3 separate regions of the Gossypium hirsutum genome follow, and regions 2 and 3 are each linked to region 1. The links are chromatin contacts, called in public Hi-C maps. All regions are on one chromosome and are shown on one strand. Each heading gives the region's core, a stretch centred on a gene start, on an enhancer-like site or on the middle of the called end of the contact. The rest is flanking DNA. Distances are from core to core; before and after follow the strand shown.

Evidence for each region. A called contact is a pair of places that touch in the nucleus more often than the background predicts.
Region 2: a contact with region 1 is called in a Hi-C map of leaf, with 2.1 times the contacts expected there. The contact joins the promoter of LOC107945826 here to the promoter of LOC107945818 in region 1. A contact is called at or near these places in 3 of 34 Hi-C or Micro-C datasets (callus, leaf and petal).
Region 3: a Hi-C map of leaf shows a contact between it and region 1, with 2.4 times the contacts expected there. The contact joins the promoter of LOC107945820 here to the promoter of LOC107945818 in region 1. A contact is called at or near these places in 11 of 34 Hi-C or Micro-C datasets (anther, callus, hypocotyl and 2 more).

Annotation. Positions count from the first base shown.
Region 1 is chrD12:11,011,910-11,015,712 of Gossypium_hirsutum_v2.1, reverse strand. LOC107945818 (probable inactive leucine-rich repeat receptor kinase XIAO) reads left to right here and starts at 1,998. Exons shown (of 1, transcript XM_016879962.2): 1 at 1,998-3,803. The coding sequence starts at 2,295. The coding sequence ends at 3,656.
Region 2 is chrD12:11,194,820-11,198,622 of Gossypium_hirsutum_v2.1, reverse strand. It overlaps LOC107945826 (mitogen-activated protein kinase 7-like), which reads left to right and starts at 1,578. Exons shown (of 2, transcript NM_001327497.1): 1 at 1,578-2,034; 2 at 2,108-2,830. The coding sequence starts at 1,612. The coding sequence ends at 2,806. LOC121224677 (a long non-coding RNA gene) reads left to right here. Exons shown (of 2, transcript XR_005922370.1): 2 at 1-270.
Region 3 is chrD12:11,150,819-11,154,621 of Gossypium_hirsutum_v2.1, reverse strand. LOC107945820 (AAA-ATPase At1g43910) reads left to right here and starts at 1,933. Exons shown (of 2, transcript XM_016879965.2): 1 at 1,933-3,199; 2 at 3,305-3,803. The coding sequence starts at 2,198. The coding sequence ends at 3,775. LOC107945821 (probable ubiquitin-conjugating enzyme E2 16) reads left to right here. Exons shown (of 6, transcript XM_016879966.2): 6 at 212-607. The coding sequence ends at 307.

The DNA.
Region 1 (3,803 bases), core at 749-3,248:
AATATATGGTTGTTTTTGTGAAGATAGCAAAAGCAAAATTTCTATACATGAATAAAACATGAATTTTGAGTTTTATATGTTGGATCAACTTTTAAATCATACTAGGTTCAATTTTAAGACTTTATTTTGATAATTTATAAGCCTAATAATGTATTTATTAAGTCTTATAGTTTTTGGATTCACTTATTTAGAACTTTTAATATTTTAGATTAATAAGAGTTTGACTAGGTCTAAAGAGTTTTATGTTACTTGCATTGCGAGATAATTGACTTTGACTAGGTCTAAAGAAGTTTATGTTACTTGCATTGTGAGATAATTGACTAAGTCTTGGGAGGTTTAATAATTACTTAAGGTTCAAGTAGAACTTAGACATGCTTATAAAAAACTAAGCATGACCAACCATCTTAATATATATTATGCTTGATTTTTTATTGATAAAATACTCCAAGGGAGATTTTCTTACAAGACTAGTTTAGGATTTAGGATTTTGATAGAACTTTTGCTTCAAATTTTCAAGATTGTAGAGAAGGTTTATTACAACTCCAGCTTAACTAATTCAAGTCAATTGAGAGAGTTGGTTAAAAGCCAATATAATTTTTTATTGATGCAAATTCACCAAAAGAGGTTAAGCTATATATTCAACTATTTGTCATCAACACTAATCATATCCTTTCTTCTTTTCATCAATCCATCTATCATCTTTTGTTTATTTTCTTTAATTCTTTCATTCTCTCTAATTCTTATTTGAATCTAAAAATTTAGTGTAGAAGTTACTATTACAAAAAGTTGCTAGAAGCCACTATCGCTGTTTGGTTATTCAGTGTAGTTTTGTCTATATGGTAACGTAGTTTAATTGATGATCACGTTTATATTTGCTTTTGCGTAGGCAATCAAATAAGAAGGTGCTATGTTAGTTGTGAGGACTATATAGTAGAGATAAGAACTCTTTATGCTCAAGACTTATCGGAATCGTCTTAAATAATGTTTTTAGATCCATGGAGAAAACTCTTATTTGCCTGTAACGCGGTCACTCTAGTGTTATGTGATGAGATGGAGTCATAATATACCTTACTAGGTGTCAAATAAAGGCTTAAGGTGGCGTAAGAGTGGGATTAGGTGTCATTGTTGGATGAGGACAAATTGTCTCTTCCATGCATAGCCATACACGGGTGGGAAGAGGAAACTCTTAAAAGAAATGAAAAATGGGGCTGCTTTATCTTGCTACCTACTCATCCAAACAGCTGCAATGTGGAAGCTAACTTCTTGGTGCGACCATTGGCTTCAAAACTAGCTGCACTTGTCGAATGATTGTGTTGTTAATTGAGCTTCCTCTACCGTTGCTGGGGTGGTAATCAGCTATTTAAAATGGGGACTCCTACTAAAATGCTATCTCATCTTTAAAATCGATTTCAGAGTTTAATGTTTAATAGTTTTAAATTTGGACTCTTTTCCAAGTTGACTTACTGCTAAATCGTGTTTCAAAGGATCTATGGACGACTGCTCTTAAAAGCTACTTATGGTTGTTTCGAGAGACGCTGCTCATAAACTCTTTGATGTCGTATGATTATTCAAGGAGTAGTGGATGCGTTAAATGATTTTATAAGGTATAAGAGTATGTGAGAACATCATTAAAATTTTGTAAAAGGAGTTGGCAATTAAATTATGAAAGGAATTGTTGATAGTCTAAGCTCTAAAAAATTCTGTACTCAAGGGATTGCATGGTGGCATGCAAATTAATAAAAAAAATCTTAATTTTCGGTTTATATGTTTAAATTAAATATTAATTCTTTAAAAAGCATTTAAATTTTATATTTAATGTATTATTATATTAAATTATTTAAATACTATTTAATTTATTTTTACTATTCGTCTAAAATAAATATTTTAATTTCTCCACGATATTCTTTAATAACAATAAAGACCACCATATATAAATATATGATAATGTAACATTGAAGTAATATATGAATAGAACAGCAGCTCAAATCTGTCGTCAAAATTCAAGGCAATATGAAAAGCTTTTCCAAGAAAAAAGAATTCAATAAAAACCCTTTCCATATATTGAACGAAAACAGGATTAGCTTCCCCGTCTCGTTCTATCAGTTGGCTAAATCATTCAAATGATCCAAATTTAAATACACTCTGACAATTTCCCGTGAATCCACTCACTAAAAGTTACTCTGTTTTTCTTCCCAGAGTGGCAGAAACGTACTGCAAAACCCATCTTTCTCTTGTCTCCCTTATTTTCTTCCTCTACTCTCTCTCTGTCTCTCTCAAATCATTTTGCTTTTCTTATGAACGGCCCTCGTTCACTGGGTTTCTCACCCTCTCTTTTGCACTTTAAAATGAACTTCCCTTTCACTTCCCAATCCCATTGTGAAATAAAAATGGCTACTTCAAAATTCTTTTTATCTTCTCTTCTTCTGTTACTTTTTGTTCATGGAGTTTTGCCAAGAGCAGAATCCAAGACGTACTGGGGAGATGTTGATGCCTTGAAACAACTCAAAAATGGAGTCCAGCCTAATTCTGTGAGCCCGGGTTCTTGCTTGGGTTCTTGGGATTTCACATTCGACCCATGTGACAGCCTCTTCAGTGAAAGATTCACCTGCGGTTTCAGGTGCGACCTTACAGTTTCTGGGTTGAGCCGAGTCACGGAGGTTACTCTCGACTCTGCTGCTTATTCCGGTTCTCTCTCTTCCATTTCCTGGAACCTCCCTTACTTGCAAACCCTTGACCTCTCCAACAATTTCTTCTCCGGCAGGATTCCAGGCTCACTCTCCAACTTGACTCGGTTAACTCGGCTGGGTCTTTCAAGGAATGCATTTTCCGGTGAGGTACCAGCCTCGATTGGGTCCTTGTCTACTCTTGAAGAACTCTACCTCGATAACAACAACCTACAAGGTCCTATCCCCCCGACTTTTAATGGTCTTGGTAGCTTGAAAAGGCTCGAAATTCAATCAAACAACATCTCTGGTGAGTTACCCGAGTTGGGTTCACTCAAAAACCTGTACTTTCTTGATGCAAGCAACAATGTCATTTCTGGGTATTTGCCTACAACGCTGCCACCTTTTTTAGTCCAAATTTCCATGAGGAACAACATGATTGAAGGCACAATCCCTCCAAGTCTTAAATATTTGAACCTTCTGCAAGTATTAGACCTGAGTCACAACAAACTCACCGGCTCAGTCCCTTATTTCCTCTTTAACCACCCATCTCTTCAACAACTCACTCTCGCATTCAACTCCTTTGATTCTTTACAAGCTCCCTCTAATCTAGGCACCCAAAGTGAGCTTATTGCTGTTGACTTGAGCAATAACGAGCTACAAGGCTGGTTACCTCCTTTCTTGCCATTAATGCCAAACCTGTCAGCTTTATCCATGGAAAACAACAAGTTTTCGGGTATGATCCCTATCCAATACGCATTGAGAGCCGCTCTGCCTGCCTCCGGAATTGCCCCGTTTGCAAGACTGTTGCTTGGGGGGAACTACTTGTTCGGACCAATTCCAGGGCCATTGCTGGTACTCAAACCAGACACTGCAAATGTCAGCCTTGCTGACAACTGCTTGATCAGGTGCCCATCGCGTTTCTTTTTCTGCCAAGGTGCTGACCAGAAATCTTTAATGGAATGCAAGAGTTTTGGTTCTGTAATCCCTTGAATCATGTTATTTCAGCAATGTTTTTAGTTGCAACATCCATGTGTCTTTCTTGTCTAAAATTCTTTCTCTATTGTTCTTAGTTTGGGCTTGTTAGTTTTCAGTTTGTTAGTGGGAAATCTAAAAGAAAATCTTTGTTTTCACATAAAT
Region 2 (3,803 bases), core at 329-2,828, 180 kb before region 1:
GACTGGCGGCGCAAGTGGATGGACGGTGATGGACGCGGATGGGACGTCCGGCAGCGAACGAGCGGCGATGGCGGCTGGCAGAGGGCAAGTGGGCGACCCTAGGTGGGCCGGGGGATTAGGGTTTTTTTATAGTTTTAGGTTTTTTGGGCCATTGGGCTTTGGCATGTAATTGGGGTTCGGATTGTATTTGGGTTTGTTTAATTTTGGGTCTGCTTGAGCTGTACACCGAATATAAATAATCTAAACTCGAAAAATTTAAATTTGAAAGTATATTAACTTAAATTCAAAGAATTTGAAACTTAATAAACCAAACTTGAAAAAATTCAAGCCCAACTCTAATCCAGATTAATCGCGTGAACTGGAATTATGGAGGCTTGGGGATTAAAGCTTTTGGCGGTCGTGTACCTTCTTTTTTCCGCCATGTTCGTACCTTCCGTTGGTGAAGGTTTATTGTAAAAAAGTATGATAAATAATTTCAATCCAATAATCCTTTATATTGATCTTCATTTTGCTTTTTTGTTTTTTTTCTCCTCATAGTCTCTCGAGTGCAATTTTAAGCAATGAAAAGGAAAGACGTGACAAGTTCAAATTACTAAAAAAATATGTACGTAGTAACCATCATGTAAAGTAATTTGTTACCCAAAGGCCACAATGATACGTGTTTTATTCAATCTGAATCATTCGTAAATAGTTGCAATTGTGGGGAATATGGATTTCGGCAAACCAAAGCAAGCCAGGCGGCCTAAAACGGTGCGGGCACGTGGGCGGCAGCTTTACTTGAAAATAGAGGGAAATCCAATGTATCGTTGAAACAGTCACAATGGGGAGTTGATGATTGAAGGAAAAGCCAAGACAAATGCCAATGTAGTTGAAAAGAAGAAGCATTCCTTGCACGTTTTTATCAGCCAAGCCAACTTTAGTCACTGGGATGGCAAAGCTTTCACCTCCATTCTGACTTTCCTATACTACTGATAGGAATTATTGATGGAAAACAAAAGCTCTAGTCAATTTTAGTTATTTCTTTCCTTGGACTCAAGTAATGGTTAAGAACCTTAGAAGGCTTTGCCGCCCCCCCCCCCTTATATCTTCTCTTCTCTCTCTTGTCTCTTTGATCAGAAATTTAGACTCAGATAAGGTCAATTGTCTTTGTTTTGGATAAGAATTTTGCATAAAGACCCAGCTTTCATTTTTGGGAAAGACAAATGAAGAGGCTTTCTGTTTTTCTACAGTGGAATGATTTCAAATTTGTGAATTTGGAGTTGGTTTAGAGATTAAAAGAAAGAGTGGGAAAAAGGGTTTTTTTTTTTTTGGAAGAAGTGGAGGTGAAAGTTTGAAATTTTACAAGGGAATGATAAATTTTGAGGAATTTGAAGTTGCTGGTTGATTAAATAAAAGGGTAGCAGAAAAGGTTGGGTTTCCTGGTTTTCATTATAGGGAAAAAGTGAAAAAGCAGATAAAAAAAAAGGATCAAAACAAAGAAGCGGAAGCGGCAAGTAAGAATTGATTCCAAACCCTTTTTTTTCTTTTTAACCTTTTGGGTTACATTTAAGTTTTTTCTTTTTTCTTTTTTTTTGTTAATGGTGATTTTGGTGATGTGGGAATTTCAGAGGAATGGCAATGCCGGTGGAGCCACCGAATGGGGAGAAGCCAATGGGGAAGCATTACTATACAATGTGGCAAACCCTATTCGAGGTTGACACAAAGTATGTTCCAATCAAGCCAATAGGAAGAGGATCATACGGTATTGTATGCTCATCAATCAACAGGGAAACCAATGAGAAAGTGGCTATAAAGAAGATCAGCAATGTGTTCCTGAATCACGTTGATGCGTTGAGAACTTTGAGGGAGTTGAAACTTCTCAGACAAATTCGACATGACAACGTGGTTGCTTTGAAAGATATTATGATGCCAACTCAGAGAACCAGTTTTAAGGATGTTTACTTGGTTTATGAGCTTATGGACACCGATTTGCTTCAGATTATCAAGTCTTCTCAGCCACTTTCTAATGATCATTGCAAGTATTTTCTTTTTCAGGTACTGGGAAGTTTTACCTTTGCTTTCAAATGTGTTCATCAGCTTGTAACTAACCTTTGGTGTTATATTATAGCTACTACGAGGGCTGAAGTACCTTCACTCGGCAAACATCCTGCATCGAGACTTGAAGCCAGGGAACCTTCTTATCAATGCTAACTGTGACCTCAAGATATGTGATTTTGGGTTGGCTCGAACCAGCAGAGGCAATGAACAATTCATGACAGAGTACGTTGTCACCCGTTGGTACCGCTCACCCGAACTCTTACTCTGTTGCGACAATTATGGCACCTCCATTGATGTTTGGTCAGTAGGATGCATCTTTGCGGAGATTCTTGGTCGGAGACCTATCTTCCCCGGAACAGGATGCCTCAACCAGCTTAATCTAATTATTGGTGTCCTCGGAAGCCAGCAGGAGGCTGATCTTCAGTTTATTGATAATCCCAAAGCCAGAAGGTATATCGAGTCACTTCCTTTCTCTACGGGCATCCATTTGTCTCGTTTATACCCTCAAGCCGATCCTTTAGCCATAGATTTGTTGCAAAGGATGCTTATTTTCGACCCGTCCAAGAGAATTACTGTCACAGAAGCACTCCAACATCCTTACATGGCAACACTATATGATCCAAGGTGCAATCCACCAGCCCGAGTCCCGATTAATCTCGACATTGATGAAAACATGGGAGAAGAAATGATTAGGGGGATGATGTTGAGTGAGATGCTTCACTACCACCCAGAGGCTGCATCAACAAATGCTTACACCACATTGTTTTAGCTTTGCTTACAGAAACAGTATTGGTATTGGTATAGAGAATTCTACTACCTTGGAGCTTACCAATTGAGCAAAACATTTTGTCTTTAACACCTTGTTAATTAGTTCGGGTTTTGAAATAAAATAAATCCGGGTTGAAACAGTTCTGGATTTTTACTTTTCCTGTTCAAGCATTAAGGCTTAATCAAGGTTAAACACAGCTTTAAACCCTGGTTAGTCAAAACCATAGTTGTGGCTTGAAGGTTCCTTCAATATATCAACTTAATCATAGCTTGCGCCCACATTTTAGTCTAAAAAGTAAAATAAACAATGTTTGCAATTTGCAGCAACTAGGAACCTTCGGGGGCATATGCATGTGTTTGAAAGGATTCTAAATCAAATATCTGCTGTTGTGTTGAACTACTTAATTAATTATTTATTATTTCCCTCTGGGAAAAAATCAATGTGGTCAGTTCAAAGTCTAAACCAGCCAGCCAGCCAACAATTTCAACATTGTTAAAAGAAATTAATGGGTTGTGGTACATTGGATGTCCAGATTTTTCGGATTCTTAAAATAATTAAATAAATAAAGGTAATTAAGAGATGAATAAAGAATTTACATTATATGCTACTGACACAGTAAACAAAAGATTAGTTAAGAGAATCTTAAATATAAAATTGTTTTGAGAGCGCCATAATCAGCTCCTGGGTCTTTGCAGGAGCCACATGCTTTAAACCAGACCAGCCATGAGCTTGAAATTTAAGAATAATAATGGCAAACATAAAACACTAGTGCCTGCATTTTTTTATGGGGACCAATCTTCAGAAATCCGACATGAATGCATGTGACTTGTACGGCTTATATAGAGACTCCGTGAAGAACAGTGTCCTTTTTCCCATGGAAGCACTATTGGTTTACTTCACCATTTTCTTGAATTAGCTTGTTAGAACACAACATAAATTGCAATCCTGAAATGAAGATTTACTGCAACCTGCCAGGCTAGCAAGAAAACGACTGTCT
Region 3 (3,803 bases), core at 684-3,183, 140 kb before region 1:
CGTTTGTCATGCACAAGGCATACTACCGATTTTTTATTTGGGTCTCAAAGTTTCCAGACCAGAAATGAAGACTGCTTTTCTTGCAAATCATGACCATGTCCTGAATGGTTCCAGATTATTTGATGATACAGCAAATGGGTCAATTGTTATCTTAATCTTGTGTCTTCAAATCTCCTCTACATCTTTTAATACCATTAATCATGGCTTGCAGCAATGCCCTGAAGACAACGATCGCTATGTAAAGAACTGTAGAAATGGTCGATCTCCAAAGCAGACCAGGTGGTGGTTCCATGATGACAAAGTTTAACGGCATCAACATCTTCCTAGTTTAATATCTATAGATTTAGTCAAACAAATTCCACTTTTAAGGAAAAACAAAACAAAAGGAGAAAGCATTTTTCCAGTCAAAGGTAAATGCTTAATAACTCCTGTGAATGGTTATTATATGCTGGTATTTCGTAAAAGAAAGGTAAAAAGTTTAAAAGACTTTCTTTAGCAACTTGTAAGGAACAAAGCTCACTCAACTAATAGTGTTAAACCCGTGTGGGGAATGCTTGGTGTACTGTAAGCAACAAGCACGTGAATGAAAAACGATATCTTCCTAAAACAAGTTTTCTGAATGTTTAATTATTATATTTGTATACTAGAAAATAATTATATTTTAAAAGTGTAAAATTTCTAATCATTTATATTAATGGCTTATGTAAATTTTTAAAATTATATTTTATTATGTATTCATTTACTGTAATTTAGTCCATGAATTATTAAATGTCCAATACTTTAATATAGCAAATTTTATTTAAAAAATCAATTTAAAAGTTTGCAATAAATTAATCTAAGTAAAGAAAGTTTAATAATTTTAATTTTAAATAAATTATAGATTTAACTTTTATTAGGTTTAACATAAATTAATATCGTCTATTTTTAAATTAAATGACAAAACTACATAAAAGTATAATAAATTATTTTAAGGAGTTTAATAATATAGGTAAAAAACAAATATTATTTACAAATATATTTATAGAAATTTGATTTAAAATAATTGAGGGTTTGATTAAATTTATGATGTCGTGTCCAAAATTTATTGTGATTGAGTTTTATTGATTTTATATAAAAGCATAAAAAGATAAAAATGGTGAGAAGAGATTGTATGAAATTGTGATTTTTCGTATCTCTATTTCTTTTCAACAGGAGAACAATAAATCAGAGTAAATTTTCTTTAATCATTTTTAAAGGATTAAAGTGTAATTTTATTTTTATTATTTAAAAATTTAAAAAACTGAAAAATTTTCCAATTTCCTGTCAGCTTCCTAACTAAGGGGCTGATGATTTTGGACTTTGGAGCTCAGCCTAACACACTCAAAAAAAAAAGAAAAAAAAAAAAGAGAAAGTGATTTAGGCTTGACATGGAAAGAGTAAAGGAAATTGTTGTATGGTGTGCTGTAAAGAGAAAAGACAAGGAAAGCCTAAGATTTTACAATATTATTATCTAGTCAACTAGCTAGGTATCCAATTTTGTTTTCAAGTCCTTCAATAGTTCTTAGTAAGGGGAATTTCTCTGAAATGCAACCAAATCCTTCAGAACATGAGGATTGTAAGAAACATAAAAATGTAGTGTTTATACTATCTTCTTAGAACATGTGGCTTGTCAGTGTCTCAGGGACATGAGAGTATAGTATTTTCTCCATCACACTCATTTCATGGTGATCTGTTTTTTAGGACAAATACATTTATTGAATTTTTTAACTTTTAATTTACTCGAATGACACTTTTTTTTAAGGAAAAAAAATTGTAACTAGTATTATATTCATGTGATTATAGTGAAAGTATGAGATGTTAACAACTGGTTAGGTTGGGCAAGATTGTCATGAGTATTGGCTGTATTCCATAGCTGACTGTATTTAACATCACATCCCCCAATGTTCTGCACTCAAAAAGTCTAATTAAAGAAGCAGCTTGGCAATGTCTGGTGTGTAATATTCAACATAGAGTAGCCGTCCAAAAACAGTCTCTCACTTAATCTCTTCCATACAATTTCCTCGTGACGCTATTTTAGATTAAACAACATACATCTTCGAATTTGCTACATTCAATCCAAGTCAAGGAGTAGTCTCCACCTTACAGAAACCAGGCCACACTTAAAACCCACTTCAGTTTTCGTTTCTCCTCCATCGAATTTTTCTCCCTGTATCCAAAAATGGCTTCCCTTTTGAAAGAGCTACCTTCCATGTCTACCATCCTTGCTGCTTATGCTTCCCTCTCAGCAATGGCCATGTTAATCCGTACAATCTTGAATGAAATGATCCCGAAACCGATGCAAAGGTTTATCAACACCAAATTCTCTAATCTGGTATCCAAATACTTATCCTCCAACTTCACTTTCATCATAGAAGAACGCTGGCAAGCTGTTTATAACGAAACTTTTCGAGCTGTTGAGGTCTACCTTCCTACCCGAATCGGCCCTTCCACCGACAAACTTCTCCTCGGCTCCAATGACATTAACAACCCAACATCGCCGCCGAAACGGAAGATCCCTTCCGATTGCAAAATCATCGATGAATTCGAAGGTATAACCTTGGAGTGGACTCTGCATGTTAAAGAATCGGAAAAGTACTACATCCCTGATAAAAAAACCTATCACTTGACGTGCAAGAAAAGAGCTAGGGAACTTGTTGAACAAAAGTATTTTCCCCATATAGCGAAGACAGCTCAAACAATCTTGAGCAAGCGAGAAAAGCTCAACATCTATACCTATAACCAAGATCGTTCCAGGTGGGAATCGGCTGTTTTCAAGCACCCGGCAAGGTTCGAGACTTTGGCTATGGAACTAGAGCTGAAGCAGTTTATTATGGATGACCTGGACTTATTTGTGGGACGCAAGGATTTCTTTGAAAACGTTGGGAGGGCTTGGAAACGTGGCTACCTTTTGTTTGGTCCTCCAGGGACTGGCAAATCTTCACTGGTAGCTGCAATTGCAAATTACTTGAACTACAACGTGTATGATCTCGAGTTCCAAAGTGTTCGAAATGATGCCGATCTTAGACGTATACTTACTTCCACCACAAACCGCTCTATTCTTCTAATTGAAGATATAGATTGCAGCACAAAGATTTCAAAAGATCGTGGCAAGTTAAAAAATGACCGTGAGAAGGAAGGCGAAGTTGGAAGAACCGATCGTCCTTCAGCCATTGATCCTGGAGTAAGCACCTCATTAAACTTTCTAAGCTATAACATTATAAAATTATTATTATTAGCTTAGATAACGATGATTTATGTGTGTGTGTGTGTTTTAATTTTTCTGTAGGTAACATTGTCGGGACTATTGAATTTCATTGATGGACTGTGGTCGAGCTGTGGGAATGAAAGGATCATCATCTTCACGACGAATCACAAAGAGAAGTTGGACCCTGCTCTGTTGCGGCCAGGGCGCATGGATGTGCATATTCATATGGGATATTGTACTCCAACAGGATTCAGAAAACTTGCAACTACATATCTTGGAATCAAAGATGATAAACTCTTTGGTCCCATTGATGACCTGATTAAGGTTGTTGAGGTTACCCCAGCTGAAGTGGCGCAACAATTGATGATCAAAAGTGATGACCCTGAAGCTGCTCTCCATGGTCTCATTACGTACCTTAACACGAAAAAGGATAAAGTTGGAGAAGATGTGATTCAACAAGAAGAAGAAGCAAAGGATGAAAATGATAAGAATGATGGAAATCAAACGAAAGAACCTGATGAAAGTAAAACTGGTTGTATATATCTTTCTTAGATATATTGTTGTCTTTTTCAAACAATTG